Regions from separate parts of the Mus musculus genome. Here regions 1, 3 and 4 are each linked to region 2. A link is a contact called in public Hi-C and HiChIP or PLAC-seq data. All regions are on one chromosome and are shown on one strand. The core of a region is the stretch at or near the end of the contact, and the rest is flanking DNA. Distances in the headings are between cores, read along the strand shown.

Evidence for each region. A called contact is a pair of places that touch in the nucleus more often than the background predicts. HiChIP or PLAC-seq counts read pairs in DNA pulled down with a chosen protein or histone mark.
Region 1: an H3K27ac HiChIP or PLAC-seq map of acute myeloid leukemia shows a contact between it and region 2, with 2.2 times the contacts expected there. The contact joins the promoter of Casp7 here to the enhancer-like site in region 2. A contact is called at or near these places in 7 of 39 promoter capture datasets (the 3T3-L1 cell line, 3T3-L1-derived adipocytes, the SN4741 cell line and 4 more), 1 of 115 datasets of contacts at active chromatin or transcription factors (acute myeloid leukemia) and 1 of 9 other capture datasets (adipose tissue).
Region 3: a KLF4 HiChIP or PLAC-seq map of embryonic fibroblasts shows a contact between it and region 2, with 5 read pairs. The contact joins the promoter of Ccdc186 here to the enhancer-like site in region 2. A contact is called at or near these places in 10 of 39 promoter capture datasets (the C10 cell line, the HPC-7 cell line, HPC-7-derived erythroid cells and 7 more), 5 of 115 datasets of contacts at active chromatin or transcription factors (the NIH/3T3 cell line, embryonic basal ganglia, embryonic fibroblasts and 2 more) and 3 of 9 other capture datasets (adipose tissue, liver and pancreatic islet).
Region 4: a Hi-C map of bone marrow-derived macrophages shows a contact between it and region 2, with 18 read pairs. The contact joins two enhancer-like sites. A contact is called at or near these places in 20 of 484 Hi-C or Micro-C datasets (3T3-L1-derived adipocytes, the C2C12 cell line, the G1E-ER4 cell line and 14 more), 3 of 115 datasets of contacts at active chromatin or transcription factors (embryonic fibroblasts, embryonic stem cells and microglia) and 3 of 9 other capture datasets (adipose tissue, liver and pancreatic islet).

What each region holds. Positions count from the first base shown.
Region 1 is chr19:56,393,048-56,399,400 of GRCm38.p6, forward strand. It overlaps Casp7 (caspase 7), which reads left to right and starts at 4,082. Exons shown (of 7, transcript NM_007611.2): 1 at 4,082-4,270.
Region 2 is chr19:56,584,933-56,591,882 of GRCm38.p6, forward strand. It overlaps Nhlrc2 (NHL repeat containing 2), which reads left to right. Exons shown (of 11, transcript NM_025811.3): 6 at 3,238-3,337; 7 at 6,644-6,875. Among named protein-coding and RNA genes, the nearest start is that of Nhlrc2, 40 kb to the left of the region's middle. Within about 2 kb of position 3,494, at least 172 of the 459 cell types and tissues checked have an H3K27ac peak or open chromatin away from gene starts, as enhancers often do. A contact at or near this core is called in the NIH/3T3 cell line, the SN4741 cell line, acute myeloid leukemia and 4 more, where this site is marked.
Region 3 is chr19:56,819,727-56,826,476 of GRCm38.p6, forward strand. It overlaps Ccdc186 (coiled-coil domain containing 186), which reads right to left and starts at 2,473. Exons shown (of 16, transcript NM_170757.2): 1 at 2,262-2,473. Tdrd1 (tudor domain containing 1) reads left to right here and starts at 6,483. Exons shown (of 26, transcript NM_001002238.2): 1 at 6,483-6,538.
Region 4 is chr19:56,793,854-56,800,101 of GRCm38.p6, forward strand. It overlaps Ccdc186 (coiled-coil domain containing 186), which reads right to left. Exons shown (of 16, transcript NM_170757.2): 10 at 6,211-6,248; 11 at 4,714-4,969; 12 at 3,591-3,780; 13 at 1,237-1,317. Among named protein-coding and RNA genes, the nearest start is that of Ccdc186, 25 kb to the right of the region's middle. Within about 2 kb of position 3,953, at least 25 of the 459 cell types and tissues checked have an H3K27ac peak or open chromatin away from gene starts, as enhancers often do. A contact at or near this core is called in bone marrow-derived macrophages, where this site is marked.

The DNA of each region.
Region 1 (6,353 bases), core at 2,832-5,331, 190 kb before region 2:
ATATATATGTATATATATATATATATATATATATATATATGAAAATCATGTTTCATATCTACCCTAATACACAGCCAGATAATAATTTTATGCATATCATTAATAATTGTGTATATGAAGCAAAGTTTCCTGGTCTGGAATCTTCCACTGGTAGCTTCATGGTGGTGCTCACAAAGTTTTGGATTTCAGGGACACTTAACCCTAAAAAGTGCATTAGCCTGGCGATCTCCATCTTTTGGGGGTCGGGGGAGGAATCTCCTGTGTTAAGTAGCTTTTCATTGCTGTGAGGAGTATCCGAGAGGAGGAAAGATTTACATTGACCTGGAGTATCAGAGAATTCCTTCCATGGCTCGAAGACTCCACTGCTTTGGACCCAAGAGGAAGTGGAAATGGGTTAACGAGTGCATGGTGGGGAGAGCGGCTCACCTCACCACAACCAGCAAGTGTCAGAAGTCAGAGGAAAGGGCCAGAAAACTGACACATCCTCTGTCTTAGTGGCTTTCACACCATGACCAAAGCGAGTTTAAAACTAAAGCATTTAATTGGGCTCTTACAGCTCCAGAGGGTTAGAGTCCATGACAGAGACAGAAACCGAGAGACGGAGAGAGACAGAGAGACACAGAGAATATGCTAACTGGGAAAGGGGGCTTTTGAGATCTCCAGGCACTCACATGGGCCCTTATCTGCACCTCTTACCAGGGCAAAGGCTAGGCTGGATTACAGCCACGGTGGCCTTAGTTTACTGCCTCAGAGACCCCCAGCTTGGAGAGCTCAGTGGTTAACAATTCGTACTGCTCCTGCAGAGGACCTGAGTTTGGTTCCCAGCATCTACACTGACTGACAGCTCAAACCTCCTATAACTCCAGCTCCAGGGAGAATTTGTGAGACTCTAATGGACTCCAAGGGCGCCTGTACATGTGTGCATGCAAGTGCATGTGTGCAGGTACACATGCACACACACACACACACACACACACACACACACACACACACAATTAAAAAGTAAATATCATTTTTTAAAAAGACACCATCTCCAGATGAAGATGGTTCGGAGGTTCGCATTTCAGCATCAGAGCAACTACTGTGCAACACAAAGCCCATGATAGCAGACCCAATGTTGAGATGTAATGGACCATCACAACACACTGCAGCTCACAGAGCTGAAGGAAGGGGCTCGTCCCCAGTTTATTTCCTGTTGCTTTGATAAAACACAGACCAATCCAACACAGGGGAGGTCAGAGCTTTCTAGGCTCACACATCCAGGTCACAGCCCATCACAGAGGGAAGGCAGGGCAGGAAAGGAAGCAGAAACCTGAGGACAGGAACTGAAGCAGACGCCATGGAGGATTGCTGCTTACTGGTTTCCTTCCTGCGTCTGTTCAGCTAGCTCTTTACAACAATTACGCCATCTGCCTGGGGGCAGACCACCCTTGGTGGGTTAGCTGTCCCTCAGCTGAAGTTCTTAGTTGACAATAAGGAACAGCTATCATAGGGACAAAGAAAAATCTCAAGTCTCCTCTGCTCTCCTCGGGCTGAGGTTCAGACCTGGACGGAGAGGTGGACCTGAGGCTCAGTAGGGATGCAGTAGAACTTTCTAGAAGTTCCTTCTCTACATCTCCTCAGCAGCTGACACTGTAGGTACCAGACAGAGCAGGTCTTGGGGAGAGGTCTCTGCTGGGAGAGCACTTCAAGAGGATGATACCAAAGGAAATTACTAAGTGCAGGTGGGCTATGGGATCCTGCCACTGAGTGTCCACTGCTTCTGCAGGATGCAAGAAGGACAGAGACTACAAGCAAAACTTCCCATTGTGGAAAGTCTCTTTGGCTCCCCACACTTAATCCATGGTCCTAACACTGGCATAGGAAAACTACTCAAAGGGCCCGAGTGAATTTTCACACAGCAGTCAGAATACATGTGGAGTTGAGAGGCAACATGAATTCCTTCTGTAGGAAAAGAAAGGATTCTGCCTGGGCCCTGCTCCCTTGCTCCTCAACCAGCAGAAGGCTGTTGGCATCTCAATAAGGGGCCTGAGTTTGGGTCTGGGTCTGTGGGTACAGACAACGGCACTTCTGCTAATCTCGGGGTATCTCTATACTAGAGTCCTGTGTAGTTACAGCCTTAGCTGTTTGTGGACTGTTAGATTGAGAACAGTCGCTCTGGTACCCACAGGGGTGAGGTGTGGGCAGGTGTGCCCTGTAGGTAGGCACGGAAACTTACTGGCAAGCCTGGCTACCGGAGGAGGCTAGAGACAGAGTCTAGAGAGATGAGGCCAGGAGCAGTTATGAGCTCAGCCCCAGGGAAACCACCTGATAGATAAGGCTGGTGGAGGTCTTAGGAGGAAGATTCCGATACACACTTACTATAGACCATATGCTTAGTGCGGTCACATGGCTGGGAACAGGGGTATAACTTAGCGAAGCTTCTTCTCTCCAAAGCCCTGGGGTTAAGCCATAACACCAAAGCTGGGGAGACCTAGGAGAGACATTCAGGAGAGAAATCACTTGCATTTAAGGTGTCAGTACAATATTACAGAGCGGAAGCTGCCATGGGTCTCTTCCCTTCTGTGCTTCCAGAAGTTTAAGAGTCGGTACTGTAATGATCCAGGCTGGGAGCAAGTAAGTGGATGTTCTCACGCCGACCCACAAGCAAGAACAGACAAGAGGTTTCCTGTGGTGCCGCCCTGCCTCTCCATCTGCGTGAGGGATGGATTCCTGTGTGCGGATGCGCCACGCATGCCACAGCACAGGCAAACCTTCTTGTGGATAGAACATCACTGTCCAGGCAACAGGACCCTGGTGCTGTCAGGTGGGCAGCTTCTCACATTCCTCACCACCAAATAAGTAGAGATTGGTTGTTAAATGTTCCACGTTTTAGGACTACCCTGGAAAAAGTCATGGTTTACACAAAGATAAATTATAGTGGAGATAGGATTTCTTCATTTTTCAAAGGACTGTCAGTTTTAAAAAGCAAATCACCATAGCGTGAGCCATGGCTTACCCCAACATTTGCCTCCACAGTTCAGGGACACTAGCATTATTAAATAAGAAGGAGGGCAGGCATATTAAGAATTGAAAGTGCCCATACTGGCTGAGATTCTAGAGTTAGTGCTAAAACTCTGGGGTTCAAGAAAAACCATGCTAGCAAATAAAATAGCCTTGATGGCTCCGGAGACCTGTAGGTCTGAGAATCGAGTATCTCTGGCGTTTTCACAAAGTTCTCTCACATAGCTTGCTTCAGTGTGAGTGAATGAGCTGTTCTGAGAACTCTAGGTGGAGGGGAGGAATTGGAAGCGTCTACAGATGGAAGCCCAGATCTGTCTGTCTGTCTGTCTGTGTCGAAGATGACATGAACAGGAACCCATGTTAGCTCACTGTCTGCTTCCTCAAACCTAGTGCCTGACACGGGAGGTAGCACACATGGATGATGATTTTGGCGCAATATCCGTGCAAGCTGGGTTTGGGAGGTATAAACGTGTTTAAGACAAAGTTCGCCCCCCTCCCCAACAACGTCTGGGAAGACATCAGACTAAAGCGACTGGTGGTGCACAGTATCTGGTCGAGAAGCAGCTTGTGTTAGGAAAAAGGTAAAAAACAAAAACAGAACGAGACAGGTGCCCCATCGCGGAGAGCAAGTCAGAATTTTGGGTCCATCTGCTGGGTAGACAGTTTTGTAGAATGCGTTCTCAGTGGAACTTTTGACGTTTACAGTTTTAGAGTCTCTTAGTACTCCTCTCTGGTGAGCGCGGGGAAATTTGCATATGTGGCATAGAGGAGGGGACAGGGATAGCCCCAATTTGCAGGGCCGCTCTCCTCCCGTGCCGGTGACGCTTGCCAACTTCGCAGAGGTCTGGACCAAGCGCGCAGTCATATTTTCAGAGAACTTAACAGATTTGCAGCAGGTAGCCCGGGGTCACGGTCACTTTTCTGGCTGGCAGTTTTGCAGAGCCCGCCAGTTCTGTAGGGAGCGCTCTATCTGCCCAGTTCCTGCAGCCGCAGGGGTCGCCCAAACGTCGCAGAGGGGGGGACGCAGCACGTGGGCGGCGAGGGCTTCCCGCGCGAGCTTCCCGCGCGAGCTTCTCCCGCGGCGGGCTCCGTAGCGCGCGTTCCCGCTCGCCCCCAGCTTTCCCGGGCTGCAGGCACAGCCCCGTCCGGCCCGCCCGCTCCTCCCCCTCCGCCTCTGGGACTTTTGCTTTCAGTTTTCCCAAAGCTGCCCTCGACCCTTGCGGAGGACGGACGCTGCCGTGGGCTCCTGGCCGCCGCCGTGGGAACGGTAACTTGGGCCGCCATCGCGGCTTTCCCTCCCCTCTTCCGCGAGCTCCTTCCTCCCGCGCGTCCCCGCCCAGAGTCCCCCTCCCTCCCGCAGGCTCGCAGAACTTGCTTGCAGGGCGCTGTGGCGCGGAAGGCTCTCCAACATGCCTGGCCATCGCCCGCTTTGCTCGGCACGGCGGTCCCTTGGTCTTCTGGACCAGGGTCTCACGACATCCGGTGCCATTCCGGATGTAACAGGGAAGAAAGAGCGGGTGTAGGGCAGTAGATGTGGTTGTTTGAACCCGCAAGGACTACCTTGTCAGACCGGGAACTTAGGCGCTGCCGGGTCCATTTAATGGGAATCTTGGGCGGTTCTGGTGGCTTGTGCTCAGGGAAAGAGGGAGTTAGGTGCATAGGTCTTTAACCTAGGCGAAGTGTGCTTGAAACACTCTTTCTTGTCTGGGGACCCTTGCATCGGGACTCTTAGACTCTTACAGTGACTTAAGACTGGTGAAAAACTGGCAAGCGACACTTGTCAGTATGAGCTCCAGGCGACACCTCACCTTTACTCCTTGGCCTTTCGGGTTTATGGGGAAGTAAGTTTATTAGTAGGCACAGGCGGTGTTTGTAAGCAGTTCACAGGCCTTTCTCTTGAGCTGAGATAACTGATAAGGCCCTGGTTTTCTGTTGACAAGCTGTTTCTTCCTTCAGATTTTGGCCAGCGTAACCTTACACCCCTGTCCATATTGTTAAAGCCTAGCATTACAATCTGCCACTCTGCAACCTCCTATAGGACATGGGCAAAGTCTCTAGTTCCCTCATGGTGTGAACCTCAGGTGACACTGATGGGTTGGGTGGCAGCCTCGGGACTTTTTCACTTAAGGAAGTATGCATTTGGGCAGGAGGTGAGCCTGTTCAATGTTGCTGTGTTTGGGAAGCAGGCAGCCTGTTTCCTCAGGAAGACCCACCTCAATCAACTTGCTTAGCCTGCTTTCTCTTGCTGGGATAAACACCATGACCATAGAGAGGAAAGGCTTTATTTCATTTGACGACTTCAGGTCACAGTCTGTCATTGAGGGAAGTCGAGGCAGGAGCCTGGAGGCAGGAAATCTGATTACTCACTCAGCTACCATTAGTACACAGCCTGTGGATGGTACCACTACAGTGGGCTGGGCCCTCCCCTCCCACACCAGCCATTGGTCAAGGCACTTCCCTATAGACATAGCCACAGGCCATTGTGATCTGGGCAATTCCTCAAGTGAGATTTCCTGTTCCCTGGTGATATTAGGCTGTGTCAACTTGACCAAAAAAAAAAAAAAAAAAAAAAAAAAAAAACCCAAAAAACAAAAACAACAACAAAACAAAACTAGGCACCACACCCCATAGCATGGGTCTGGGGAAGCTCTCAGGGCAGGTGGCATCCCAGTGGCCAAAGTGATTGCAAGTAGGAGCAGCCACATTGTAAGACAGGAATTTGGGGTAGCCAGGGAGTGGCTGGACGTATTATTTTCTAAGCAACCTCTTGGGAACTAACACACGCAGAGCCCCAGCAGCTTCCTACTGGATTCCCATCCCCTCGTGTAGGGGGCTAGCCTTCCAACACAAGAAGCCTGGGGGGGGGACCAATTACAGCCAAACCATAACAGCAGGCATCACACATCTTACATCATTTAAAGAGGACATTCCATGTCTCTTTACTGTGGGCAAGCACTGTCTCCGTAATGACTGCTCTTTGCAGCCCCTGAAAAGGACTGGTACAGAAAAGTCATGCAAGGAAGGCCCCTCGGGCAGCACCGTTGATGAGCCCAGATGAGATGGCTTTCTCGGAGGGTTCTGGCTTGGCTTCGATGACGTCACTGAGGTTAAGCACCCCACTTGGTCACCTGAGATCTTTGAATGTTTCCAAGACTCGAGTGGATCAGCCACGGGGGGGGGGGGGGTGAGGAAGCTCCTGGGTGCTTAGCCTTCCTGATTGACGAGTCAAGTCCGCTGTTGCTGATGTAGGCTGTTAGCAGGAAGGCTTAAGACTTAGACTCCTGCCTGTAAGATAGATGTGTTTTAGCTCCAGATTTCAGGCATCTCATTCTCTGGTCTGCTTGCTCTGC
Region 2 (6,950 bases), core at 2,244-4,743:
GCTGCATTTTCATATGTAACTCGAGAATTCTCAGCCCTGTTAGATTCCAAGCCCAACCCCATTGTAAATTATCTGAAAAATCAAAGTAAAATCCACAGAAATATAATCCAGTTACACTTAGATATCTTTAAAATATGAAAAATAAATAGAAGTAATTAGTAATAAAATAAGGGTTCGTTCTGGGATGACCTTGGTACTGTCTCTCTCACGAGCAGAGCTGATTTTGGTGAGGTTTGCTCCCCTCGGTGGTGATTTTGGAGGATAATGGTACAGGTTTGCCATGCTGGGTAGGGAAGCAAGAGTCTGAACAGAGCTACAAGCTGGGGACTGCCAGTGCGAGTCCTAGGAGAAGGGAGAGGGAGCATTCTTGGTGTAGGAACTGAGAGCCTGCAGGTACTGTCTAGGACCCAGCACTCACCAGTACTGTGTGGTGCTTAGCTTCCCAAGCCTGGACTCATCCCCTTGGCTATCTTTAAGGCTGGACAGTCAGCCTCACTTGGCAGGTGAAGAAACTGCAGCCAGGATTCAGACCCTGAACTATTTGGCTCCTCGATCATAGAAAGGATGCTTTGAGTCCTCTTGTGTCAAAGGCCATCATCACACCAGGTGCTTAATTTAATTCCATTGAGAGCAAATTAGGAGAGCCTAGTAGTGGGCTTCAAACTGTAATTGTCTACAGTTCTCTGTGTATTAGTCTAAACACGTTATGGGATAAATATAGGCTTTGGAATATCGTGAGTGGGAAACATTCCAGACGTTGTAAAAGTACGACCCATTCGTGCCTTTGTTTATTTCGCTTACTGAAGCTTTTCTGTTACTCTGTTGTTCATTTCCTTGGTTAATAATACCTTTATCTAATCAGGAACTTGAACTCATTCCCATGGTTTGATATGATCATCGTAGGTTGTTTCTGTTGAACTGGCATGTACTGGGTCCTAGACAGTACCTTTATAATCTTCGATTTGTGATGGTTTTAACACAAGTAAGCAGTTGTAAACATTGTGCATTGTGGATACTGTGTGTTGTAGTACAGTAGTAGTCAGTGCTTATTATCGAATTAACAAACGTGAGGGAGACATTGTGTCCTACTCTTTACCCTCAGTGCCATCTGCTCCAGGCTGTTGAGTTTGTAGATCTATTATGCTTGCCTAATGCAACATGCTCTAAAGGTAAGATCCAGATTCATGAAATAATGATCATGGCTGACATTTGAGTACTGCTGCCTGTAAGCAGTTCTCATCTGAATGTCATTATATCTGAAATAATGGAATATTTTATTAGCTTAGATGACATAGTCATTTTAGCAGTCCCAGAGAGTAGCCCTAGAATAACTGATGAAGTGATGTGTGTTAAAAATTAATTGTGCAGGCCTTTTGATCTCCTTTTAAAGTGATAAAGCAGAGACTGAGTCCCCAGAACATGGGCAGCAGAATCCCCGTTGGTAGCACTTACATCTGCAGGCACGGTTGTGTGAAGGAAGCACACTGAGGTACTTCCTGCTGCAGAGCAGTTGAGAACAGAGAGCGGATCAGCACACCATGACTGAGGCGTTGTTGCTCTCAGCCTGGCTTGGGCCCAGAGTTCAGTTCCTTCCTTTGCTGGCTAGTTGACCTGGCATGCTAGCTTCCCTGTGCTTGGGCACTCATCTGGAGTGGGACTTGCTAACAGTACCTATCTCAGGGGCCTTTCCAAAGTCGGGAATGGGTTTTGGAAAGCGCTCAGAGATATAGTATCCTTGATAACTTGAGAACCGTCATCATTGTACGTTGTTTCTGTTGTTACTAAATTAAAAGACATCTGAAACTTATTACTAATTAGGAACGAATACCCTTCTCATCACAAAATACTTGAAATTTAAAAAATTACAAATAAAATAATTCTGTAAGATAATGTCTTACCAGACTACTTTAGTTAAAGCGTCTCAGTTACTTCAGAGTGCCTCCTAATTAAATATGTTAACAGAATAAATCTGAGGAGCAGAGCTTTTCCCCTTATAATAAGTGTGACATCATTCAGATTTAGACAAAAATAAGATGGTAAAATTCATGGTAGTAAACAGCATATTATAATATACTGTACCCTTGGTCTGCTAAACTCCTTGAAGGATTTTAAACCAGGCCCGAGAGGTGGCTCATTTGCTGAAGGGCTTGCCGTGCAGCATGAGGATCTGAACTCAGTCTTGAGCACCCACATAAAAAGCTCGGCCTGCCTCAGAGCCCTGGGGGCTGAGATGGAGGATCCTTGGACTTTCCCAGTAGCCAGCCAGTCCAGCCAGATCAGTGAACTCTAGGTACACAGAGAACCTGTCTAGTAAGTACATAAAGCAGAGCCTGACTGAAGGAGACACAACATTGACCTCCAGCCTCCACACACACATGTGCACACTCCTACAGACACAACCCCGTAAGTATTAGAGGCTACTAGATAGTGCATTTGCAAATGACTGATCTACTTTGTGTCTGAATATCAAATCCCATGCCTTTGGTAATAAAAAGACACATTCCTTTAGCTTCTTTTTATTGTTATTTTGTTTTAACACAGGGTCTCTACTTTGTAACCCAGGCTGGCCTGGAACTTGCTATGTAGTCTAACAGGCTTCCAACTTGGGCTTCTCCTGCCTCTGCCTCTGCCTCTCTGCCTCTCTCTGCCTCTCTCTGCCTCTCTGCCCCTCTGCCCCTCTGCCCCTCTGCCCCTCTGCCCCTCTGCCTCTGCAGTACAGGAATGGGCCACCACACTCCTCTGAAATCTGCCTCTTAGCCTCTGGGACTACAGGAGTATGCTTCCACACTGCTCTTAAAAGCATCACTTCTTTTGTGGAAATTGCCAGAGTTTTCTTAGAGAATATCAGCCCATTTTTGTGTCACATAAAAAATGTTTTAATCGGTGTTTAAAAACATTGTTTCCAGAGATGCAGATTGACATACTGCTATTAAGAATGTGTGGATTTGGTTTAAGGAAATGGAAATGCTAATTGATTTAATTTTGTCATTGCACATTGTAAACATGTATTGAATTATCACCCTGTACTGCATTTAATTAAAAAAAATATGACAGCTTTGGGTTCTCATGAAACTGTTGCAGGTGAGGTGGAAGGTTTCTAGTAACACATCTTCCCTGAGGAACCGTGTTCTGAAACAGCTGATTTATAAAAACTAGTATCATCTATGGATTTCAATTCCTAAAAAGTATCATAGTAACCAGATATGTATATAATACATGCTACTTATTTTCATAAAGGTTCAGAGGTCCAAAGAAATGACATCCTGTGGATAGCCATGGCAGGGACTCATCAGATATGGGCACTCCTCCTAGACTCTGGCACACTGCCAAAGAAAAGGTAAGTGGCTGTGTCCTGGGACAGCCGTCCTCCTTAGTCCCCAGCTTCCCTGCCCAGGTCACCGTGCCAGGGTGCGCACACTCAGCCACATGGCCCAACAGGCTTCTTGCTCTCTCGAGTGGCTTCACTGGGGAGCATTGGTCTGCTCCCCAGGCCGAGGAGGCAGCTGCTGTCAGGAGCTCTGCCAGCCCTTCTGGCAGAGATAGAGAGGAGGAGGTGGTGAGTCACTAGCTGGTTCTCAAAGCTGCTGCTCAGAGGTGACATAACGTCACTTCCACTTGTATTTCATCAGCCTTAGTTAAGCCTGTGGCTGCATCTAATTTCTAAGAGCCTGGGAGGAGCCATTCTTCTGAGTGCCTAGAGAGAGAACCAGAAATGTTAGGTGGGGCTTTAATCCTTCACAACATAAACACAGTTCCTGTGTCTGCAGTCACTCCTTCAGGTGCTTCAGAGTGCTGCATGGCAGTCCTAGCTCTCCTTACTGTGGAAGCACAGGAGAGTGAGTGAGCCCCTTTACCTCTGTCATTTTCCATCATTGTATGTGTTTGTGTCACCTAGGGGATTGCTGTGTGAAGAGTTAGGATAGCATTGGCACCAGGCGGGCACGTGAGTGTGGGGAGCAGTACTTCTCCTGACTCCCCCTCCTCCCTCAGCCTCAGGCGGGGCTGGCTGCACTCCCCTTTGCTCCTCTCTTCTCTGTCTCTTGGCTCATGCCTGATTATAACTGTTTCTTCCTACTAGACTACCTCTTAAAGAAATGAGCCTGGTTCCATTTACTCAGTGTACTCGGCCCTGTGCTGTATCTGTTAGATAACAGCCCAGTAAGAGCCTATATGTAGAATAAGTAAGTGACTGAAAGTCTGTCCTGTGCCTGCGGAAGGCACTGAGCCAGGCCACTGGAGCTGCACACTGGCTTGCCCATTTGCGGTCTCACAAACCTAGGACCACTTGTTCAGGGTGGTACCACCCAAAGTGGGCGGGGCCCTTTCATGTCAATCATCAGTGACCACAAGTTTGTCCACAGGTCAGTCTGATGGACACATTCTCTGTTGACGTTCCCTCTTCTCAGACGACTCCAGTTTGTGTCAAGTTGACCAAAAGCTGACCAGAACACAGTCACAGACCACAAAGTTGTTATGTAGTAATAGGAAGTAGGTACAAGCTTACAAGCTATCACAATTATCTTTGGTTGCTTTTAGCTTTTTATGCAGTATTTCTCTGTGTAGCTCTGGCTATCCTAGAATTCACTCTGTACTCTAGACTAGCGTCAAGCTCAGATCCACCTGCCTCTACCTCCTGAGTGCTGAAATTAAAAGTGTGCACCATCACCGCCCAGCCCACTACACTCATCTTTATTTGTAGAAAGGGACAGCTGTCTAGCAAGTTCAAGACCTCCGGTGTCCAGGCACAGGTGTGGAACGCAGCTGTGTAGTGGTTTATGACAGTCACGCATCTGAAACAGCAGTTCTCAATCTGTGGGCTGTGATCCCTTTGAGACTGAATGACCCTTCATAGGGGTCACCTAAGACCATCAGAAAACACAGATATTTTCATTATGATTTACCTTAGTAATAATTACAGTTATAAAATAACAACAAAAATAAGTATATGGTTGGGAGTCACCACAACGTGAAGAACTGTATTCAAGGGTCGCAGCATTAGGGAGGTTGAGGACCACTGACATAAAATGTTCGTTGGTTCCTTTCACTAGGCACTGTGTTGGACACTAGGGATGCAGTTAGATGACCTCTGTGTTAGAAGTAAAAGGAAGACATGCCCATCCTCAGAAGAATCAGATCGGCAAACAGTGACAGTAGAGAGTGCTTGTGTCAGCAGCATCTGCGCTCCTTCATGCCGAGATCCTTAGCCAAGGGATTTGAAGTGTCATGGAGGACTTCTGTAGAGAGGTCTTCCAAGCTGAGCTGATGCTGCTGGTGTCAGTAACATCAGGTCTTGCCACACCTTGAGTCCTTTTAAGAGATCTGGACATTCCAAATGTTGTTATAGAAAGTTTTAATCTAGGAGTGAACTGATTTGATGTGTTCTTGGAAGAACCCTTCCAGCACTTAGAGTGGAGCAAGACCATTCAGGACACTCTAGCTGTCATCTAGGCAAGAGGCAGTAGTGACGTGAGCAGTTGGGTTACCAGTGGTGCATGAGGTGTGAGTACAGCAGCAGCCACAGGTCACAGCAGCTGGGATGTCCTGGCAGGGCTGCCTAAGTCTCCTTGTCAGAAGGCTCGTCGATATTTATAGTAGGAAAATGATTGCTCAAGTTACATCAGTCTGCATTTTAATTTTGTGGGTGCATTGCTACAAAGATAGTGTCTAATACAGACTTGCAGGCAGTGCTGGCCCCTAGTGCTTAGTGTCAGCTCACTGTTGCACCTCTCCTTCCCACGGGACTCTTCTCTGACGTGCTTAGACCTCTTCCCTCGCAGTAAGTGTTGCACGTGCTTCAGCAGTGTGTTACTCATCCTGTGTCCTCGCCCTTACCCGCCTTTGTGCCCCGTAGCAGTCGCGGGTGCTACTCGCACTGGACCTCTGTGTGGTGTGCCAGTGCAAGGCGGTGATCTCATGGCCTCGCCCTCTCCCTCTCTCTTGGCGCCTTGTCTTCCTTATAATCATTTTGGCATAAATTTAAAAATCAAGGTGTCAACTTCTCTGTGTTACAAAAGAAATTAGTAGGGGTCCTTTTCAGCATCTTGAGACAGAGCCCTCTGCAGTTGCAGTTGCAGCTGCCCAGAACTTGTTACAGTTGTGTGCCGCTCTGTGCTGCAGTACTTCAGGGAGGTGTTTCCTGGTGCATGTAAAAATGGGTCTTGTATAACTATTCATTTAATGCGGTCACTACGTCATTTCCTTAAAATGTTCATACTGAGAGACCTGGCTTCCTTCAATCTGCTCACTGCTTTATAGAAGACATAGACATTTTAAACGACCAAAACTAGATATTCTCTTTATTAGTAGTTCTCTTCTAGAACCTGATATTGTATGAAAGTAAGAAGTTAAAATGAGAATAAAATCATCTCATTATTATCTCATAATCTGATCATTATTGTAGTAACGTCAGGGATTTCTTACCGGGTATTAGAAAGTGATTTCAGTAGTTGGTTATTATGCTAAAGAGAAGAGAGGGCCCCCTACTTAGTAGCTCTCTCTCACCAAGAGAGAGCCTGGACAGCCGCAGCAGTGGGCAGGCAGTCCGTCACTGGTTCTGTGGATCTGTGTAACTGCTGTCATAGTCAAGTTGGTTATTTATGCCCCTTTAGTGACTCATGAACTCACCTATGAGCTTGTCTTTCAGTGACCTAAAAAAAGGAACCTGCATTCGTTTTGCTGGAAGTGGAAATGAAGAGAACCGAAACAACGCATATCCTCACAAGGCAGGCTTTGCCCAGCCGTCAGGCCTCGCTCTCGCCTCAGAAGAGCCCTGGAGCTGCCTCTTTGTGGCTGACAGTGAGAGCAGCACCGTGCGGACCGTCTCGCTGAGAGACGGAGCTGTGAAGCACCTCGTAGGCGGAGAGCGAGACCCCATGGTAAAGAACCTGTCTGTGCGCACATCCCTGAGTGAGCCATCCATGGAGTGCAGGGGTTCATTTCTGGCCTGTCTG
Region 3 (6,750 bases), core at 1,223-3,722, 230 kb after region 2:
CAGAACTCTACCTTGAAGCGACTTGTACAGAATGTATCAACTGCAATAAAGTCTGAGAAAAACGTAAGTACTTTTATTTAACCGTTCTTTCAAAAAAATCTGAAAATGGGGCTGGAGAGATGGCTCAGCGGTTAAGAGCACTGACTGCTCTTGCAGAGATCCTGAGTTCAGTTCCCAGCAACCACATGGTGGCTCACAACCATCTATAATGGGATCTGATGCCCTCTTCTGGTGTGTCTGAAGACAGTGACAGTCTACTGATATATATATAAAATAAATCTTTAAAAAAAATATGAAAACCAAATATCAGAAAAATGAATTCAATTAAATAGAATTTCTACATTTACTAAAAGAGTTGTACTTATGCCTGAATTTGGTTAATTTGGTAAGATTTAAGTTTTATTAAAAACAACACCTATTTAGTACTTACTACATAAGCCTACAATGAATGACCAGCTCAAGCTTTAAGAAATACACTCATGACAGTTACCATTATCCTAGAGTTTGCTTCCACTACGCTCAAGACAGTTGGCAGTATCCTAGAGTTTGCTTCTGCTCTTGGTGTCTACTGCCCCTTTACCTAATAGTTTACTTCTTGGATGCAAACTCTCCATTAAGCAAGTTCAAATAAGTTTGAAATGGTGTAAGATTACAGGAGCATTTGTAGGTCTAAATTATCTATCCTGTTGCTGCTTTTAAAATAAATACTAAATAAAACTATTGTAAATGAAGTGATGTTTATGAGAAAAATCAAAACCTGACCTTAGTCATTTAAAGACAAAAAAAATAAAAGAAAAATTTTAGTTTTATTATTAAAAACAAACAAACAAACAAAGCAGAATTTGAAGTTGAATATTCTTTCTTTACAGTGAGTTGAATGACTTTTGTAAACCAGGGTAGATGCTGTCAAACGGAAAGACAGTTTTCTCAGTGAGGCTGCCTGGGCTCCCAACCATCACAGCTTCCTCAGAGAGCTGGGCTGAGTGTTCTGTTCATCACAGTCACTTTCAGGACTGAACACACTAAGGAATCAGCAGCAGCCATGCTGCCGCACTGCACAGCATCAAAGAATAAGTCTTTGGTTCCTGTGTGAAGGAACTAAAGGTTTATGAGTGCCCCTTCTTCTACCACTCAGGATTTCAGTCTGGAAAAAAAAAAAAAAATCAGACTGGGAAATGTCACCCTTACTCCATGGAACCTGTTCTCAATCAAACACCTTAAGTTTCTATTGTTTTAAATTAGAAAAGGCCTTCAAAAAAACTAAACACAGTCCCTGTGTCTTCTGGTAGCCTTCCAAAGTCATACTTACCTATTACCCTGTACAAAGGAGAAGGAAGGCCTTGGTGCAACAGTACAAGATTATGGCCTGCCCAAAATCTGCACATGGGAACATGGGAAGACCAAAAAGGAACCATAAAAGAAGTAGGCCAATCATTACTGTTGTTTCATTTGTGTAACCATTAATTAACGAAGAGCTAAAAAGTAGCTGCACACGGTGGACTTGATACACAAGACGCATCCGTTTCAGTATCACTTGTCTCTGGGTCCTTAATCTCCTTCACAATTAAGTGCACAAAGGCCACATCCACGCTAATAAACCTAACACTTAACAGACCGATTTTCCTTGGGATGGCTGGCTACACGTGCACTTTGAAACACTGTCATAACTGATTTGTTTCATCTTTTCCTCAGACAAGCACCCTGTGTACCACTTCAGAAGAAAGGAAAAGGCTGGGACATCAAAGGACCGTGCGTGACACTGGGTCTGAGACATCTTTTCTGGTTCGCTGTCATATTTTTTTACTGTAGTCTTTTCTGACTCTAACCCAGGTGTTCTGCGTACAAACCCGAGTCTCCTCTCTAAATAACAATCAAGATGTGAATATTGTAACAAGTTACGAATTGTTGGCAGCTGAGCCATCATTCTCCCCGCGCGCTGTTTCCCTGGGATTGCTACTTTGAGGATAGGTAGAAGGGGAGAGAGAAATCTGAAATGGTTTCCCTACCAAGGTGAAAATATATGAAAATACATCGGGATCTTTGGAAAAGCCGAACGCTGCGGACCGCGTCCCCGGAGATACCGCGCTGGTGCGGCGGGGGAGCGGCCGCGCCTCCGGGCACAGCCCCCCGAGGGCCCCGCCAGCCCCGTCACGTCCACGCGCGGAGTTGCGTACAGCCCGGGGCTACCACCCCGTCACGTCCACGCGCGCAGACCAGCGCTCCCCGAGCGCGCCCGTCCCGGACGCCCCTCGGCCACTCACCGTCCGTCGTCCAGCCCCGGGCCGCACCCTAGCGAGGCCGATGGAGCTCCGGCTCCAGGGCCGACGAACCCATGGCGGCGTGTAGCCGACGCGGAGTGGGTGAGGAAGTCACGCGCGGAGACCACTGCAGATCCCGGGCTCTCAGCGGAGGTTTTCCCCCAAAACCCCTGCGGAGCTGACACATCAACAAAGATGGCGGCGACGCCTAAGCCGGCGCGGCTACAGCTGAGGGGGCGGGGCTCCCTGAACGAGCCAATCAGCGCGGCGCGGACCGCGTGACGTTAAGCACCTGGAGGCGGGCGTGGTTTTCGAGGCGCCGCCTCCAGTCCTCGCGGTTTCTAGAGGCCCCGCCCAGCATCTCCGTGCCACCTCCACTTAAGCCCAAGGAGGCTGTAGCAGGCTGTTGTTGTCCGGTTGGGCCACTCTTTCCCTTTCCCGTCCCAAGCCGGTGCTTTCTATCGGAAGGAAGTTGCCATCTTTTTTTCTTCACCCTTTGGCCGGTCATCTAATGAGTCAGTGGCATAAAGTAATAAAAGAGAACTAGAGATTGTGGCTTCCCGGTTCTGATGGTGCAAACTTTGCGCTGCCTGTGGGTGAGCCAAGTCCGCAGGAGCAGCTGACTTGGGCATGCGAGCTTCATCTCTGGGAGAGAGCTCTGCAGGGTTTCCATAATAATAATTGACCTGGGATCTCCAAGTGGCACCGAGTGCCATTGTTTACTAGTAAGCTTGTTAGTGTGCTCCACGCAGAGGACCTAAGCCTGCCTGGGCTGCGTAACCCATCCGGTTGCATGGTTGCACGCAGGTTGTATATTATAGTGACTAAGCCCAGTTGGAGGAGGTAGGGAAGGTGAGCAGTTTTAGTCTGGAGGTTTTGCAAACCACCTCTGTCCGGAGAAAAGATGTGTTAAAGTTCTGGGCCGTGTAGACAGTTGTAAGTGAAAATAGTTAAGACTCGTCTTCAGTGGCAAGTTTGTAAATCCAAGCATATTACTGTTAAATTACTTTCATAATTGCTGAGGAGGAAAATCTTCAATGTGGTATATTACTAACCCTCTGTCTTTTTTTAATCAGAAAATGACAACTCCCTCCTCAAATTATGGTAATGTATTACAGTACGTTTTACAATTAAGGTGCGGTGGTGACTTGAATAGACTCATGTATTTGAATGCTTGGCCCATAGGAAGTGGCACTATTAGGAGGTGTAGCCTTGTTGGACAGGGTATGTCATTGTGGAGGAAGGCTTTGAGCTCTCATATAAATGCTTGAGCTACACCCAGTGTGAGACATATTCGGTCTCCTCCTTGCTGCCTTCCAATCAAGAGGTAGAGCTCTCTGCTCTTTGTCTCTAACCCTAACCCTCAACCCCCTGCACACTGCTGTGCGTCCCAGCGTGATAATAATGGACTAAACCTCTGAACCTGTAAAACCAGCCTTGATTAAATGTTGTCTTTTATAAGAGTTGCCTTGGTGTGAAGAGTGTCAATTCACAGAAATGAGACCCTAACTATGGGTTGAGCCGGGAGTAGTGGCTTACAATGGTTATCCAGGCATTTGGGAGGTGCAAGTAGGAACCACTTAGGGTTTAGCCTGCAGGAGACCCTTTTCCTAAATGCATACGTATATACATACATGCATGCATTCATACAGACATACATAGGTTTTCTTACTTTGAAAAGAATGGCTGGACTTTAAACATTCCTAGTAAGGTATGTTATCCCAAAAGGAGGGAAGACACACTGAGTTGTTTATCTGTTCATATTGTTAGAAGTAACATTAGCATTATTTCTGAAATGTACTTCAGAACTTATAACTGGTAAGAAAATGTATTAAGCATGTCTGGGAAACTAATTTTTTAAATCATAAGAGAGAAGAAATACAGGTGTAAAACCAAAGAGATGAGATGGAAACGCTGCAATCTGAAGTGGAAACGCTAAGGGTTCTTTGGAACGTGCTGGATGGTGTTCTGCTGGGGCAAACACATGAAGGAGTGTTCCGTTAAAGTGGACACAGGCATGAAAGGCTAAGTGAAGGAATGTTTCCCTGAAGCAGACACAGGAGAGGATGCTAAAGCAAAGGCTGGGGCCTGGCTGTCTCTGCTAGGTCGTGCCACCGCTGCTGATTTCCTGCTTGCTATCCTGACTCCACTGAACTGAACTGCTGGTGTGTCTGTGAAGTGTTTGCACGTGGATCGAGCTGCTGCTGTCTTTGAACTGTGAAGTGAACTGATGATTTCCTGACAACACAGATGGGAGTTGCTCCAAAGAACCTTTCTAAACAGGTCCACTCTCCCCCCACAACCCCCATATCCTTTCTTTTCCACTAACTCTGGTGGGTGGTGGGCTCCAAGGGAGGCTAAAGTGTTTAAGAGCCATCATTAAAAATCGGTTTTGAACAAGCTAAAGTTACAGCAATCCTACATTTGGATTTAGAAATATCACGATGAAATTGGAGATTTATTTTTTTCATGGAGAAGTCGGTGCTACAATATTTGCCTTAGCATGGGGGAAGGCCTGGAATTCAGTCCTGGGGGTGATGGGTGACTACTGAAAAGAATCCCAACAGCCTAACGCACACCCTTACTCTCCACATCTCTATTTTCCACCAAAGAGCCTGGACTGAAAAGTTACAAGGCGTGGCTACGAGTTTGGAGCAAGAAGTGTGTAAAATAGCGTAGGACATATTCTGTTCAGAGGTGGGGCATAACGACTTTCTCCTCTATCACATTGTGTGGAAAGGGGGAAACTTTACGGGGCAGAAATGTAATAAATGTCAGTCATATGATGACGCCTGTTATTCATTATTGTGAATCATGTTCATAAAATGTATCAGACAGTATCCTACAATAAAAGTGTGACTTTGCCTCTGTAGTCTTCCAAACAACTCATACTCCATTCCTATCAAGTGCATCAGACAAACCCCAGGACCAGGAGGATGCTTCCAAAAGCCTCCTCGGTGCTCCTGGAAGCTGTCAATCAGGAGAAACTGCCTTGGCTATGGGAAGATAGCTAAATGTGATGTTAGATTCTGGCTAAAAAGATGTATAGAAGCAGGGCAGGAATCCGAACAAATCATGGGCTTCGTTAATAACAGCAGTTTCAAACATGTTTGTTTTAGGAGAAACTGATTGTAACCTCACCAATGAGAACTCTTCTTTTTCTATATTCTAGAAATTAATAAAAATGAAGAAAAGATAATGACCGGCATGATAGCTGAAGGAAAAGAGAGAAAAAGAAATTAAAAAAGGAAGGACATGACTGCTCCTAGGTATGGTGTAGTAGGAGGTTTATTATAGACATGAGGGAGAGCAGAGACAGAGACATCTAAGAGAGTCCAGAGGGAACCTGACCCTGACCTGGGTTCTGTGAGGAGCCGGGGAGAGGGAGAGCCAGGAGAGAAAAGGGTAGACAAAAGCCTGGAGAACCAACATGGCCAGATTATATAGGGAAAGGCAGCTGGGGGAAGAGCAGCCCAGACCCTGGGCTGGAGAAGTTTAGGGGTTGGGGGTGGGGTATGCCAGTCATACCCTGTAACAGGTAGGGACTGAGGGATGCTGGGAGAACCTATCAGCCAGGTCCAATTTGATATATTAAATAGGCACTCAACCATTCGTCCTGGGTTTGAGACATAACAGTAGTCCATGCCTTTAAAACCCCAGCATTCCAGAGAACCACAGGTGGTTGGTTATCTCTGAGTTCACGGCCAACCCGGTCAACATTGCAAGTGACAGAGGCACGTGGGTCTCTGTGCTCAGGGTCTACATCCAAGTAACAGGCCAGCTAGAGATTACATAATGAGATACAGTCTCAAAACAAAGGAACCGACTTCCCAAAAGTTGTGCCCTGACTTCCACATATGTGCCATGGCACAAAATAAGTGAAAATGTAAAAAGAACAAAGACATAAATCTGAGCATTGCTTCTTAACATTCAAGAAGTGACTGTTTGGGGGCCTGGGTCTGGCGTGTTTAGTTTCCAGAGGAGGCAGGCCCAGGAGAGTAAGCTGGAAAACCAAAAGTCCCTCACCTAGTTAAAATAGCAACCTCAGTGACTCTCAGCGCGGCCTCCGGGACACCTTTCTAGAGAAAGCTAGAAATTCCTGTAAAGCTAGAAATTCCTGGGTGAGCCTGCACCACCACCAAGCACCTGCGGGTGATCAATCAGAGCAGCTCCGCAGGCTCGGCTGCACTGGGCGCGTGGGTGGGGCTGCGCGCACGTGGGAGTAAACTGCGCAGGCGCGGGCCCCGCACCACGCGGCGGCTTTGAGCGTCCGAGGCGAGGTGAGCACGGGTGGAGCTCCTGGACCTCGGAGCTGCGGGGTAGGGCAAACGCCAGCATGAGTGGTCAGCTTCAGAAACCAGTCCGGGCCAGCGCCCTTTCTTCTTTTTCTGGGTCAGGCGGTCCAGGGCGCCCGGGCTCCGGAGCTCGGTTTCCAAGACGGTCTCGGGCGTGGGTCGTTGGGAGCCGGAAGTCCAGAGCTGGACGTTGAGGT
Region 4 (6,248 bases), core at 2,703-5,202, 210 kb after region 2:
GAGGGGAGGGGAGGGGAGGGGAGGGGAGGGGAGGGGAGGGGAGAGGACAGGGTAGGACGCCTGCCTGCTCAAATCCTACTCCACTTAGTAGTCATAACTAAATAGTGCAACTGTGGACACAGTATTTTACCCTCAGTGCCTAGGTTGCTTCTGCTAGAAACAATGACTTACCTCAAAGCATTGACATCCTCATTTAGATGTGATGACAACAAAGCATGTTTGCCTTATCCCCCAACCCCACCTCTACACCTACACTTTGTAAATGTTAGCTTTCTACCAGGACCTGTGAGATCAATGTTTGAGCCTCTTCACCCTACAGATTAGGCCTTCTCAACCATATGATGGACTTGAAAAATATAATATCCTAGCCCAAATTGAACCATCCAAATAAAATGGTTTTAGCTGGGACCTAAGATACAGGGTTAATTTCAAACCATGCACTTTCTGTTAACACACTGTTACCACAGTAACTGCCATGGTTGCTTTGCCTGTAACACACAATTCTAGGAGATTAGCATAGTGCAGCTACTCTTAACAGAAAGTGAAAGAAGGGAGAGAGGTAGAGGCAGAGGCAGACAGGCAGAGAGAAAGAACTAACACAGCTACACAATTGTCCTCGTCATATGTGTGAGTTCCCTGTACATAGGTCCAACTAACTCCAGACTGCCAAGAGCTTTATTAAAAAAATGTCTCTGCTAACCATGTACAGATTCCCGTGTCCTAAACCAACAGGTTTACATGCACATCCCCAGCATGCACAGTGTATCAGGTACTGTGACTTAGAGATGGTTTAAAGTCTGCAGGAGGACTGTGCAGATTACACAGACACCACAACATCTTATGAAAGGCTTCACCACCTGAGGATTTTAGTATCCAGTGAGTGCCCTGGAACCAAAGGAGAATTGTTGATATGCACCGGATGCTATATATGGATGGCTAGCTCATCATTTAGGTTAACATGGAAGTGAGTCCACATGCAGGCCTCTATGGATAAAATACAAATCTAAACTCCAGGCACTGCACAGAATGCAAAAGTGGTAGGTAAAAAATGGGTGAGAAGTCTCACATAGCCCAAGTCAGACAGGAACTCTGGCAAAAAGCAGGAAGTAAACACGCAGTAAGTACACTCTCCACACTATAGCTACGCGTACCTTCTGATCGTCAGCCTCGAAACACAACAAAGCAGATAACTACTTCTGAACTAGCCATGGCCACTGCTAACTACGCCCTCCTTACCTGATGAACTCGAGCGACTTCCCATACTGCTAATGTCTTTATCGTGGTTTCCATTCTCAGTCTGCTCTAACTTTCTCCGAGCTATTAAAAAGAAAAAAAGAAATCAATTACTTGTGACAGTTGTAATGACCATTTCCCATGCCGTCTGACATTAATTGCTAATGCCACTTGGGCAAAAATGGCATGGACCACAAGATGGCAAAAGTGGCATGGACACTGGTCCTTGCTATACATTTTAGAACACTTGAGGCGCCATTCATATAAAATGACATTTGGAAATGGACAGACTACATAGGAAACAAAGACAACTTCTTAGAGCTGCACTTTCAAGTGAGCTTATGTTCAGACTTCAGCTTGTGGAGCTTTAGGCATGGAGTGCCTTCTCAGTTTCAGAAATCTCTCCCCAACACACCTTCAGTTACACACCTAAGAACAGGGCTGGAGCAGAGGCTAAGAGCACTGACTGCTCTTCCAGAAGACCCAGGTTCAGTTCCTAGCACCCACATGGTGGCCCACAACCATCTCTCACTCCAGTTCCACAGGCCCTGACACCTTCCTCTGGAGTCTGTGTGCAGCAGGCATGCTGGCTAGACACCACATTCATAAAAATGCATCTTTAAAAAAATTGTGAGCTGTTTTAGCAAATATCTAACTATAGTCACATTAAGTAACCCCAGGTCTCATTTCTTACTACATTTTTTCCTATTTAACCCAGAGTAGGGCATACAGATAGAAAGTTGATGTATCTGTCTTTTTCACACTAACATACGGCAGATATTCAAAAGCCATTATGAGTTTGTGGTTTTGTTTTTTCCTCCTTCTTTTTCACGACAGGGTCTTTCCTGGAACTCACTCTATAAACCAGTCTGAGCTGAACTCACAGAGATCCTCCCATTTCTACCTCCCAGGTAAAGGGATCCAGCACCACACCCGACAGCTTTTTTTTTTTTTTTTTTAAGAAAGGGTCATATGTAGCTGGGCGGTGGTGGTGCACGCCTTTAATCCCAGCACTCGGGAGGCAGAGGCAGGCGGATTTCTGAGTTCGAGGCCAGCCTGGTCTACAAAGTGAGTTCCAGGACAGCCAGGGCTACACAGAGAAACTCTGTCTGGAAAAAACAGACAAGCAAGCAAGGGTCCTATGTGAGCAGCCGGCCTTGAACCCACCGTGTACTGTGATGACTTTCATCCCCTGCTGTGATTACAGTGTGTAAGTTTATATGAATTCTTAACCAGGAGAAATCGGATTCCAATTTCAGTGATTAGTGGCTATGCTGGCCAGCTGTCCGATAGTTCACAGTCCTTCTGAGATGTTTCCCGAGACGCAGTGATCAGTAAGTGAGAGCTTGGGACTCAATCACCTCATAGGCACGTGCAGAGGGGAACATTAGAAGTGTTTTCTAGATTGCATTTTAAAGGCAGACCTTTCTTATGTTTTCTAAAACACCTAATTTATATTTTAAATATAAAAATAAATGAATTCTACAAAAAAAATTAAAACAGAACAAAACAAAAAAACCACTTACACAACTTTTGCAGGTAGCAGAATACAAGGTAAAGGGTTCAGAGCTGCTGAGGGCAGCCGTTCACTCTGTGGCTTCAGCATGGGAAGCACACTCACACAACTGCAAGCTTAGCAAGCTTAGTAATCTAGTCTGTGGATAAGTGAGAAAGAGCATACAGGCTGGGCACAGTGGCACACTCCTTTATTCCTAACAGTGAGGCAGGAGGGTGAGGCAGAAAACTGGGTGTGTGAAGTGAGGAGCAAGCTCTGCCTCCAGGATAACAACAAAAGCCGAGCGAGCAAGCGAGCGAGCCTAAGAGAAAGCCAGCCAAGCACACACCTGAGGTATGTGGGGGCACACACCTGAGGTATGTGGGGGCACACACCTGAGGTATGTGGGGGCACACACCTGAGGTATGTGGGGGCACACACCTGAGGTATGTGGGGGCACACACCTGAGGTATGTGGGGGCACACACCTGAGGTATGTGGGGGCACACACCTGAGGTATGTGGGGGCACACACCTGAGGTATGTGGGGGCACACACCTGAGGTATGTGGGGGCACACACCTGAGGTATGTGGGGGCACACACCTGAGGTATGTGGGGGCACACACCTGAGGTATGTGGGGCACACACCTGAGGTATGTGGGGGCACACACCTGAGGTATGTGGGGGCACACACCTGAGGTATGTGGGGGCACACACCTGAGGTATGTGGGGGCACACACCTGAGGTATGTGGGGGCACACACCTGAGGTATGTGGGGCACACACCTGAGGTATGTGGGGCACACAGACAGACAGCAGCGCACCTCACCAGAGCTCTGAGACAGACAAGCAACACAGGAGTACCTTGCTGAAGCTGCTTGCTGAGGTCCTTGACGTTAGAGGCGTGTTTGCGCCTCTGCGTCACTAACTCATCTTTCAGCTCTTCCACCTGGGTACTCAAGGCTTTGACTTCGGTCTGCGCAGCAGAAAGCTCAGCTTGCAGAGTCTGTACTTCCTCTTTTCGAAGCTCTTCCTCTTTGAGCAACTTGCTCTCCTGAATAGTAAGTGTGATAAAGTTGAAAAGAAAACCAACAGTTGATTTCTTTTTAAATCTTAATTTTTGCTCAGTTTAAAAACGTAAAAGTATAGCTAATGGAGGAGACTCTTCTGCAAACCCCTTCGCAGGCTCTGCCGGTGAGCTCCTCCCACCATCTTCACCCAGCGGCAAACAGGTCAGAGACCACCAATGGCGTGATGTTGTGTGTGGATATAGCTGCAATCTAAGTCTCTGAATGTTGTGACTCCAGTCAGGAATGACAGAAATCATTGTTCTTTATTTTTTCAAAGTGGAATATTCTTTATCATTTAATTAAAAAAAATCTATTATAAGAATTACAGCCATTAAACAAAAAGCATATATTTTTACAACATGTAAAATGATCAGATATCACTAGAAGAATCTAAAATTAATTATCACTTGTACTTTGATGATTAGAGAAATTCAATCTTGCTATGTTGGTCTAGTGACTAAATCTGAGTATTGGAGTTAGGAATGGTGGCTGCTCTTCTAGGGGACAAGGCTACGATGCCCTGTGCTGGCCTCCGCACTGCTATGTGGTACACAGACATACATGCAAACAAAATGCCAATTAAGAGGAGGGGGGTAAGGGGGGGAGGAGGAAAGAAGGAAGAAGGGAAGGAAGAGGAAGGAGAAGGGAGGAAGGAGGAGAAGGGAGGAAGGAGGAGAAGGGAAGGAAGAGGAAGGAGAAGGGAGGAAGGAGGAAGGGGAGGAGAGGAAGGAGGAGAAGGGAAGGAAGAGGAAGGAGAAGGGAGGAAGGAGGAGAAGGGAGGAAGGGAGGAAGGAGGAGAAGGAGGGAGGAAGGAGAAGGGAGGAAGGAGGAGAAGGGAGGAAGGAGGAAGGAGGAAGGAGAAGGAGGAGGAAGAGGAGGAGGAGCGGAGGAAGAATGAAATGTGTGCCTACACTCACCAGATTACGGTTAGCCTGTCCCATCTGCTGGCACTGGCTTTGCAGCTGGCTCTCAGTACAGGACAGGTTGTCCACCTGGGACTGCAGAGCGCTGGACTCAGACTGCAGCTGCGCGTTCTTACTCGTGAGCTTTTCTGTGAAAAGCAGGAGCTCAGACTCCCTTTTCCTGCTGCCTTCAATGTCTTTCTGGAGGTCATTGATCAAAGAATTAAGGCTTTCCATTTCTTCTTTCAAATGTTCAATTTCTTGTTTACCACTACAAAACAAAGTTTATATTTAAGGAAAATTAAGTAAGCTATTAAAAATCATTACACTAACACTGTGGGAATGCTCACTTAAGGGAATATTTACTTGTAGTCATTCATCCATCCATGACATCATCATCGTCGGCTTCGTGTTACGGGAAGAGCTGTGAGGGTGAGTGAGAAAGGCTCATGTGGCAGGGCCCTGCTCTGAGAGCCTCTAGTGACCAGTGATGAGAATGAGCAGGCAGGGTGCCTAAGCTCAGGAAGAGTGACCACCGTCCCACACAAGGGCAGGCAGTACGCAGAACAGGCTTCTAAGCCAGGCTTGCATCTCACTGCTGGAGTTCTTTGCCTCAGTTGTACTTTGTGAAGACAGCCACAGTCAGAACTCAATGGGAACCTATGCTCTAAAAGGCCTTCCATTTACAAGGCTGGAGAGATGGCTCAGTGGTTAAGAGCACTGGCTACTCATTCAGAGGACCCAGGTTTGGTTTGCAGGCAAACATCCATACACACACTTTAAAAAAAAAAAAATAACTGACAAGAGATAAAGGAATAATCACGAAAGCTGAAGAAGGAAAAAGGCACTGGACCCCACAGCAGACGTGGAAAGAATAATCCAATTCAGACTAGAAGCATTTCTTGCACAATGGCAGTAGGGAATGGTTGTAGAAACCAGCAGCAGCTCAAAGCCCTTAATCACATGAGAGCAGAGAGAACGCTGGTCGCCCCAGAAGAGACACACCAGGAAGACAGAGGTCTAGAAAGGAGAGGTGGCTGGTCTCTGGCGTCCTTACTGAGGACGGTGATTGTGAGGGTGAGAACCTTTTTTCAGCAGCACTCGGGTGGCTGCCTGGAGATGGACAGCAAGGACAATAGAAGTTAACCCTGAGTCCAGGCTCTACTATATGACATCATGAACCAAGTTTAAACGATGCTGGGACATCACAGAATGACATTCGCTCTGACCTCAAGGCTCGCACACAAAGTTAAGGAGCCAGGTGCAGACTCACGCTTCCCATTTGAGGAGAGACTGTGAAGCCACAGAACAGATAAACCAAATCCACCCCACCTATGCATGGTTCCTGTCAGTGCTTATGAAATAGAAACTTTGATTTGACTTTTAGAAGCCGTGACAGGAGTTCAAAGACACAAACTGAAGAATTGTTAACTGGAAGAATTATGAGAATTGCTCCTGTTTGATACAGTATTGTACTCAGAGACACCATCTTAAACACCACTCATTTCATACCTTTGAAGCTGCTCATGTAACTGATCTGTGATTTTCAC